Regions from separate parts of the Canis lupus genome. Here region 2 is linked to region 1. The links are chromatin contacts, called in public Hi-C maps. All regions are on one chromosome and are shown on one strand. The core of a region is the stretch at or near the end of the contact, and the rest is flanking DNA. Distances in the headings are between cores, read along the strand shown.

Region 1 (4,638 bases), core at 1,191-3,690:
AAGGTTGTTTAATGGGCAATTTAATAAAGTAGAAGTATTTCTGATGAATAAGAAGCAAAAGAATACATTTGCTTTTCATTAGGTATTGTAGTGCCACGGTTTTAGATAGACTAGAATGTCCTCGGAACATCTGTGACAATTTCAAGCATCCCTGGAAAGTGTGATTTGGACTGAGGTTTGACACTATCTGGAAAACCTTAAAAAGAGTAAAAATACGTTGAAAGGCTAGGTTTATTTAGTAATAATGATAATAATAATAATAATGGCTAATATCTACTGAATTCTATGTGCCAAACACTGTTCTCATTTTTTAAATAAAATTATTTGAGAAAGTGTGATGAGCATGAGAGTGTGATCATAAGCAGGGGAGAAGGGTATAGGGAGAAGCGGACTCTCTGCTGAGCAGGGAGCATGATGAGGGACTCGAATACAGGACCCTGGGATCATGACCTGAGCCAAAGGCAGACACTTAACCAAATTAGCCACCCAGGCACCCAACACTGTTCTCATTAATCCTCATGATAATTATATAAAGAAAATCTACTACTATTTCTTGTTTATAGATAAGTAAAGCACAGAGATTAAATAATCTAAGAGGGTGGTAAGGCTAGGATTCAAATTCAGGTAGTCTCACTTAAGGTTGAAGGAATTTAATAAAAACTAATAGATGTAGTGAGTTGCAGAAATGAAAATGGCAAACAAAATGTTGTTGATAGGTTAAACTTGCTGATTTTACAGATGAGGAGAGTTAGTCAAATCTTTCCAAGGTCGTATATAGCTAATGTGAGATCAGGAGTAGATTTCAGATTTCCTAACTACTAGGTCACTCAGTTTCTTTTATTCTGTTGTACTGCATGCCCTTGAAAACCAAAAACTGATCAGGATAGAATGAGTAAATATGTTGGGCCACATACAATTTTCGTGGGACACAGAAAAACTTCATTTAGAATCTAAAATATAAAACTGACTTAAAGCCACTTGGAATCAGATTTCAATTAATAATTAAAATAGAAATTAAGTTTATGTTAGATCTCAATAAAATGTTTTTTTTTAAAGACAAATTAAGTTTTAAGTCTTACTGTTTTAAAGAGATTGGGACAAATAATAGAATCCATTTACATCTTTCAAATTAAAAAAGAGGGGATGGCTCTTAAACTTTTTTTTTTTTTAAGATTTTATTTATTTATTTATTCATGAGAGACACAGAGGAGTTAGAGACACAGGCAGAGGGAGAAGCAGGCTCCATGCAGGAGCCTGATGCGGACTGGATCCCAGGACCCCAGGATCACGACCTGAGCCAAAGGGAGACGCTCAACCACTGAGCCACCCAGGTGCCCTTAAGCTTGTTTTTAAAGTAAGTTTCTATTGCAAAATAAAGGTACATCGCAAACATTTTTGGCAAAGCATAAAGAGATAAAACTAATACCCTCCCATCCAAGTATTAGTATGAAAGTTTTTTTTTAATGCCACAACAAAAGTATATAAAAATCAATTTAGCAATTTTTAACAAACTACTCTTTTTAGGTGGAGAATTCCTATTTACATTCATCGATTTATCATGTACTCAACACCTGCCCTGGAACAGGCGCCGCGCTAGACACTCAAGATACAGAGACGGAACGGACAGTCAGAGGCTTAAATATATGCAAGTAAATGTATAAATAGACTTTGATCAATAATAACACAAAACTTGTGTCTGAATATACTGAAGGTATCTAGCTGTCGCAACTGTTAGAGTAATCATTTTGGATTCCTTAGTTTTTGTTTTTGCGAAACAAACTCTCAACCTAGGGCTGGTGCAGTAGTGGTACGAGCACTACTTCAAAACCTTTGTTAAGGAAAACTTAGCCGAAAACGCTTCACTTTAACAGTTGTCGAGTATTAACGTCTTCCAAAATCACCCTGCTCAGCGCGTCGGAAATGCGCGGAAAGCTGGGGAAACCATGACGCCGGGACGGAGGACGCAAGAAGGGTCACTTCTATTTCGAGTCCCCGAAGGGCCGCCTCGGGGAGCGGTGCTTGTCGGGACTTGTAGTCCAACCAGAACGGAGGACACCGCAACCGCATTTATAATGCACTTCTTCCTTTCAGGCAGGCTTTCCGACCCGACGGATTAAGCCCTAACCTAAAGCATAAGCGGAGTATCCCCACCTCGTTCTAGGCTCGCTGCGTTTTCTTCTAAGCTCCTTTCTGCTCAGCACTCAAACCGACGGACTCACTCACCAGCCTCGAAGGGATTGGCCCGTCCTCCACTGGTGGGCGGGGCCGAGGCGGACTGGCGCTCGGGATTGGCCAGCATCTGACTAGACGAGGCGTTGGCTTCTCACACTTGCTGATCCGTAAACTGTGGTAAAGAAGTGAGTCCCTTCCCGCAGTACCCCTCTCCGCCGCGCGAAGTCTCGCGGTACTTCGGCCGAGGGGACCTAGCGACGCGTAGTGAGCGGCAAAGGCCAGTGGGGGTGGCGGGCACCGGAGCCGGGAAGGGACAGGTCAGACGAGGAAGGCGGGCGCGCGTGCTGCCTGCGCCACTGAGGCTGGGACTGGGCCGGCCGCCCCGAGCCCAGAGGAAGCGTGCGGACGGCGCGGCCCTGCCCCGGGGAGTCGGCCTGGGGCGTCGGCCCTTGAGTCGACCCGGAGCTTCACCTGGGCCCGCGCGGGCTGTGACAGGTGCGCGACTGGCGCCGCGCGGCGCCCTCTCCGCGGCCCGCCCCCTCCGGGCCTCGGCCGCCGGGGCTCGGGATGAGCTGCGGGCCCCAGCAGAGCGGCTCCGGCTCCAGGCGCCTGTCGCGGCCGCCGTCGCCGCCCAAGAGCGGCCGCCGCCCCTGAGGGAAGGGGGGAGGGACGCGGCAGCCGACCGGGGCATGAGCCGGACGCGGCGTCCGTTGCTGGACTAAGGCGCGGACATGAACCTGCACCAGGTCCTGACCGGGGCCGTGAACCCCGGGGACCACTGCTTCTCCGTGGGCAGCGTCGGCGACCAGCGCTTCACGGTGAGTGGGGGGCGGGGGCGGGGGCGGGGGCGGGGGGCTCCCGCGAAGCCCGTGGCCGGTCCGCGCCCGGAGTCAGCCGGGGTCGGCCTCGAATCGCGGCGCCCAGGCCACGAGCGCCCGCCCGCTCGCCCCCCTGGGGTCCCCGGGCCCCGGCGCTTGAGAGCCAAAGGAGGTGGAGACATGTCCGGCATCGAGGCACTGAGTCGGACCTTAGAAGGTTTTGTAGGGTTTTTAAAGTTTCTGGTCTGATGTCCGTGGACTCGGGTGGTTTTTACCAAAATAAAATTGTACAGAAATTGTTGTTGTGATGTGTATGGGGGCTTTTCCTTACCCTGTTCTGTAGGCTTAATTGGCCACATTTAGAAGTAGTTGCGATTGCTTTAATTTCTTGGTACTAATTTAAGATTAAGTATCTTTGTAATTCAAAAAAAGTGGGTGTCTTAAAACAATTCCTAATTGCGCTGAGTAAACAATGTTTTCATTTGCTTCGTAGTCACCGAGGAATAACTTTGAAAAGAAAAAGAAATATGTTTTTCACAAGTAATTCACTGCTGTCATCCTTTGAATTCCGTATGTAACAGTTTAGGAGTCCTGGGAAACTTTTTTATTTTAGATTGCGCACATTAATTACTAAGACTTGCATTACAGCTTTTCAATAAAACTCTTCTGGTAATGTTACAGGAATTTTGTATCTGAGTTGTGCTTCTAGATCTGTGACAACCAAATACTTTGCTCCCAAAGTCTGTGCTTCGACTCTGGACAGATTCGTACACACCTTAGCTTGCATTTGACACCAGCAATTTTGAGATTCTTTTTTTTTTTTTTAAGGTTTTATTTATTTAATCGAGAGAGAGAGAGAGAGAGACAGAGGCAGAGGCAGAGACACAGGCAGAGGGAGAAGCAGGCTCCACGCAGGGAGCCCGACGCCTGACGTGTGGGACTCGATCCCGGGTCTCCAGGATCACGCCCTGGGCTGTAGGCGGCGCTAAAGCGCTGAGCCACCAGGGCTGCCCAATTTTGAGATTCTGATGCTAAATGTTAATGAAGCCTGAATATTCAGGGGAAGCGTGAACTCTGAGGGTCTCTGTGAGTTACTATAAACTCCCTGTAGCTGGACATTGCTTTCTGCTTTTATTACTAAGAGAAAAAATAAACAGCATCCTAAGGAGGTTTTCCTAGTGGGAGATTACTGGATGGCGACATCTCCTATAGTTACATGAAAGCTATCTCCAGTGCAAATTCTTTAATTTATTAAAAAAATTTTTTTTAAAAATTTATTTGATGTAAAGAAAGCATGGTGCACAAGCACGGGGAGCGACAGGGAGAGGGAGAAGCAGGTTCCCCGCTGAGCAAGGAGCCTGACTTGGGGCTGGATCCCAGGATCCTGGAATCATGACCTGAGCCAAAGGCAGATGGTTAACCATCTAAGCACCCAGGAGCCTTAAAAAAAAAAAAATTATTGGGGATCCCTGGCTGGGTGCCTCAGCGGTTTAGCGCTTGCCTTTGGCCCAGGGCTTGATCCTGGAGTCCCGGGATCGAGTCCTGCGTCGTGCTCCCGGCATGGAGCCTGCTTCTCCCTCTGCCTGTGTCTCTGCCTCTCTCTCTCTCTGTCTATCATGAATAAATAAATAAATCTTAAAAAAAAAAA
Region 2 (4,966 bases), core at 1,894-4,393, 280 kb after region 1:
TTTTCATCCTTTATACAGTGCACTGGATTAGCAGCCGCTCCCCACTGGGAAAAACCAGCCAAGGTCTTAGTGGTCACAATCCAGCTTTACTTAGTAGGTCTATTCTTGGGATTCTCAATTTCTCCCTGCAAATGATCTGTTTGCTGAGCAACACACACACCTGCTTGTGGTTTCCCTAAGAAGGATACATATTCTGAAATTCAGGTGTGTCTAAAACAGGCGTCACAAGCCACACGAACACTGTGATTTCTTCAGCATGACCCATCTGCTTGCAATTGAGTGGGTTTTAGGCTGCCACAGATGGGATTTTATGAAGCTTCAATTGTTTATGAAAGTTATTCATTTGGGACGCCTGGGTGGCTCAGCAGTTAAGTGTCTGCCTTCGGCTCAGGGCGTGATCCCAGAGTCCCAGGATCAAGTCCCACATCGGGCTTCCTTTGAGGAGCCTGCTTCTCCCTCTGCCAATGTCTCTGCCTCTCTCTCTCTCTCCGTCTCTCTGTGTCTCTCATGAATAAATAAATAAAATCTTAAAAAAAAGAAAGTTATTCATTTGTATAATAATGCAGGCAAAATTTCATATTCAAAACAGGTAAAGCAAAAGTCTCCTCCATCACTGCCAAGGTCCTCAACCCAGGTGAGAACTAACCAGGTACCTGCTGGTGTGTTTACTCCTGGGCCTGTCTCTGTTCATTTACATACCTACAATGTAGTTTGCACATCAGATCGTTTCATTTCCTTGCTTTTCAAGTGTTTCCCATTATACTTAGAATAAAATCTATACTCCCAAGCGTGGCTTACAAGTCTAGACACAATCTGGTCCTTGTCTCTCTCTGATCTCCTCACGTACCAGGAGGTGCGAAGGTGTTCTCCCCCACAGGGCTCTGGAGGTTCCTTCTGTTCAGGAAGCTGTGTCCAATCCTTGTCTGACAGGTTCTTCTCAGTGTTCAAGATGCAGCTCAGAAGTTACCTCTTCACAAGCCTTTCTCCTATGTATCCCCTCTCTAAATGAGGACCTCCTTACTGTGTCCGCTTCAAATCTCTTTTCAAACCTCATTATCCTGTTCCAACAAGAAAGCTATACAGTGGGGAGTGGGGGGGGGGGGGTTGTCTGACTCCTTCTTTCACCACATGTTGGCTAACTTACCATTTCTTTGTACTTTTGGTTTCCTCATCTGAAAACGAGGGTAATGACAGCTTCTACTTTATCAATTGTTATGAGACCAAAGGAGCTAATATTTATAAAACATTTAACAAAGTGCTTGGAACGTAATGAACTCTGATAAATCGCTAAATTTGTCCCTTAGCACTTGCAATTATGTGGCATCATTTATTTATTTATTTGAATGCTTATCACCTCCCTTCTCTGGGATGGAAGATATATAAATCCAAGGACCTTGTCTATTTTGTACTTAGTGCAAAGAACAAAATGCCTGACTCACAGTTCATGAGTATTAATAAATAAATGTGGAACATATGAATATTCAAATCTTAATTCCTGCAGAGGGTTCTGTGTGCACAAGAGATACATTTAAAACTCCTTTTTAGTCCATGCTTTTAACTTTTATATGCTGGCCACCACTGGGGCTTTTCTCCATAGCTTGTGCATCTTATACTAGAATGGATGTAACTCCTTCAAGACTGCAGAACAGGACTGAGCCAACTGCTGTTCACTCATGTGTCTTACTTTTCCAAAGAGCACAGGATGCAGAGGTCAGTGTAGCAGCAGCCACCCTCCCATGATATTTATAAAAATACCACCAGCAGTTACACGGGCAAAAATAACATTTCCAGATCCCAGCACAATCCAGACCTATATTGCAGTTGCCAGCCAATTGATTTAGGATTCATCTGGGGAATGGAGAAAAGATAAAGCTTCTTGTCTGAGCTCATCAGCTTACCCATCATACTGTGCAAGTTAGCCAGGGTCTCGGAGTTGAGAAAATTCCAGTTGGGAAAATTTTCTGCAAAGAGGTTGTGCTTCCACATGCTCTTGCAGACATCTTGCAGAACCCAAAGTTGTGTTGCAGTCACTATTACCACGAAGATGGTGCTTTAGAGGCTCAGGAAAGGCACACTCACATAAGCTTTCCTTTTCCACAAGAGGCGTAAATATTTCTTTCCTGAAAATATCTTCTTACTACATGAAGTCTAATTTGGGCCATCTACCCAGAGCTCAGAAACAAGATATAGGAGAAAAAATTAACAAAAAATTCATTTGATTTCTACTTTCTAAGCTGAGCTTAAGAAAATGCCAGGTCTGATGGGGCTCCATTCCTGCTACTGGCAATGGGTCTGAATTTTATGCAAAGTACAGATGCTCTGGTCCCCAGAGAGTTCCCTGTGACTCAGAAAAGAAATTTCTATCACCATCCAAAGCTTGATTCTGACTTAGGCCCTCTTAGTTTCTGGAAAGCCTGTGATGACTGAATGAATTCCCAAAAGAATCTATTCTCTTATTAAATTCAGCTACTGTGGTTTCCAAGTGCTAAATCAGCCTGCACAGCTACAATCTCAAACCAGCTGCCTCTTAGTGACACCTTAAACCAGCCATGGTGAATACTGAACTTTTCTTTTCTTTTTTTTTTTTTAGTTTTTATTTATTTATGATAGTCACACACACACACACACACACACACACACACACACACACAGAGAGAGAGAGAGAGAGAGAGGCAGAGACATAGGCAGAGGGAGAAGCAGGCTCCATGCACCGGGAGCCCGACGTGGGACTCGATCCCGGGTCTCCAGGATCGCGCCCTGGGCCAAAGGCAGGCACCAAACCTCTGCGCCACCCAGGGATCCCTGAATACTGAACTTTTCATTATTCCTTGTCATCTTTTAGTTCTGGATGGTGCTTCTTATACTAAACACCAGTATATTTGGGGTTCCTGTGGACCTTTCCCTATTTCACATCCCAACCTCTGCAAGTGCAGGTTTAGAAAAATTACGCCTGCAGGAAAAAAGAAAACATATTACAAAAAAGTATACGTTTGTCCTAATGCCCAATGCCAGGCAGGCCTAGGCTGGCTGCTCAAGTGATCATGTAGACCAAGCTGCCATCTTAGGAAAGAAAGGACAGGAAGGAGATGGCTGAGTCTCTTACCAGTTGAGAAGCGGGCTTGCCTGGTTTGCTGAGCCATGTGATAGCAGACAGGAAGCAGAAGAAAGCCCACTGTGTAGCTGCAGGAAGTGAAAGAGACATGGGGCTTGGTTACTGCCTTTAGAGCACGGTATCCTTCCTCACCCAGTAGTAAATGTGGAGCAACGTGTGTCTCCTTGGCCATTCCATCAGGGTAGCTATTCCTCCTTGTTTGGGGGATACATATTAATTGGGGCCATATGAAAGAGGGACTAGATATGTCCTCTCTTTCATTGTTGTTAAAGGTATTCTCCAACAATAGGAAGTGGCTTCAGTCTGGTAGCAAAAAGAATACCCGTTCATTGCACTGTCCTATCTCTTTGTGTTGTCCCCACTCCATACACCATTAGGACTAAGCCATAAATCATCGTGTCTCTCTTTGAAGTGTAACCCCTTAGAAAAGAGGTATCTGTAAGGTGGGAGTAAGGAGTTCTGACCAGCAGGAAAGATTAAGTAGAATTCTCACTGGGGAAGAGGTTGGAAAAAGAGGAGGAAGGTAGCTGATAGGGAATGTGGTTAGCATGGGGTCTTCAGGGACCCAGGATCCCTTGTTCCCCTCCTGGGCCTGAGTTTGAAGAAATGAGGCAGTGAAAAGGACAATTCTGACTCTGAGAAGTCACTGCCATGCAAGTGACCTTGATTCAGCAGGGGGTAAATACAGCAGAATGGCAATGGCAATGGCCTTCATTTATGGGATGAGGGAGCCAAAGTTCCTATTCCTGTCTCTTTTAGCTCCTGGCTGGCATAGAAGAGATATACACATAAATATTTTTAGTTTGTTTTAAAATTCTGCTTGAATAAATTTGCTATATACTTTTATAAATGTAGCCTTACATAGAAGTTGCTAAAATAGTTCAGAGTGAGAAAGCACACACAGCAGATTCTAGGACTATCTAAGCCCATGCACTTTATCAGTAGCTGGAGGGAAAGCAGAGGCCAGCGTGGCTTTATGGTCCACGCCTGCCTCCGTCAAACTTTTTCTCTATGTTAAGGTGACATTTAGGCAAGAAGGTGGAGAAAGAAATCCTGAAAGATTAGCATTTCCCCCAACAAACCAAGTTACCTTTAACTGGCAAGTCTAAGTGTCCTTTTTTTGCCTCCCCTCCCACAAGCAGAAGCACTTGAGAGCGAGGTAAGACCACTAGAGAATAGTCTACACTTCTATAGCAGCACCCTTGCAGTGTATTGAGTCATACACTAATATATATATCGTTCTATTTCCAAGATTATATGTCCTAAATCAGCACCATCTCCCATATTCAAGACATATTTATTTGGGCACTCACTATACCAGGCACTAGCATTTACTCATGCCCCATGCCCGTTTGCCCTCGTCTGGGACAAGCGAGCACCAGTCGCGAGTCTTGAACATGTCGGACTGGCACCCCAGCAACGGCTGAGAAACCCTTCCTTCTCACTCCTATTGACAAGCCTTAGGTTGAAAGCACTTGATCCTAAATTACAATTGGGTTGATTTTGCACTTCCATTTCTGCAAGTAGGAATAATAAACCTAGCCTTTGTTTTTTGCCTTGTACTTTTTTTTTTTTTTTTTTTTTTAACAGAAGAACTGGGTTATTGGATTCAAAGAGAAAGATGAGGGATCCCTGGGTGGCGCAGTGGTTTGGCGCCTGCCTTTGACCCAGGGCGTGATCCTGGAGACCCGGGATCGAGTCCCACGTCGGGCTCCCGGTGTATGGAGCCTGCTTCTCCCTCTGCCTGTGTCTCTGCCTCTCCCTCTCCCTGTGTGACTATCATAAATAAATTAAAAAATAAAAAAAATAGGTGAAAAACCTGCTAATGATTACCTGATATTTTATAAAAAAAAA

The links. Hi-C and Micro-C count contacts between places; a contact is called where the count stands out from the background.
Region 2: a contact with region 1 is called in a Hi-C map of blood, with 5 times the contacts expected there. The contact joins the enhancer-like site here to the promoter of DMXL1 in region 1. A contact is called at or near these places in 2 of 9 Hi-C or Micro-C datasets (both in blood).

The regions. Positions count from the first base shown.
Region 1 is chr11:8,704,770-8,709,407 of UU_Cfam_GSD_1.0, forward strand. DMXL1 (dmX-like protein 1) reads left to right here and starts at 2,441. Exons shown (of 46, transcript XM_038551873.1): 1 at 2,441-2,667. LOC102153456 (a long non-coding RNA gene) reads right to left here and starts at 2,415. Exons shown (of 3, transcript XR_005366561.1): 1 at 2,152-2,415.
Region 2 is chr11:8,980,263-8,985,228 of UU_Cfam_GSD_1.0, forward strand. No RefSeq gene overlaps it. Among named protein-coding and RNA genes, the nearest start is that of HSD17B4, 6.1 kb to the right of the region's middle. Within about 2 kb of position 3,144, at least 1 of the 20 cell types and tissues checked has an H3K27ac peak or open chromatin away from gene starts, as enhancers often do. A contact at or near this core is called in blood, where this site is marked.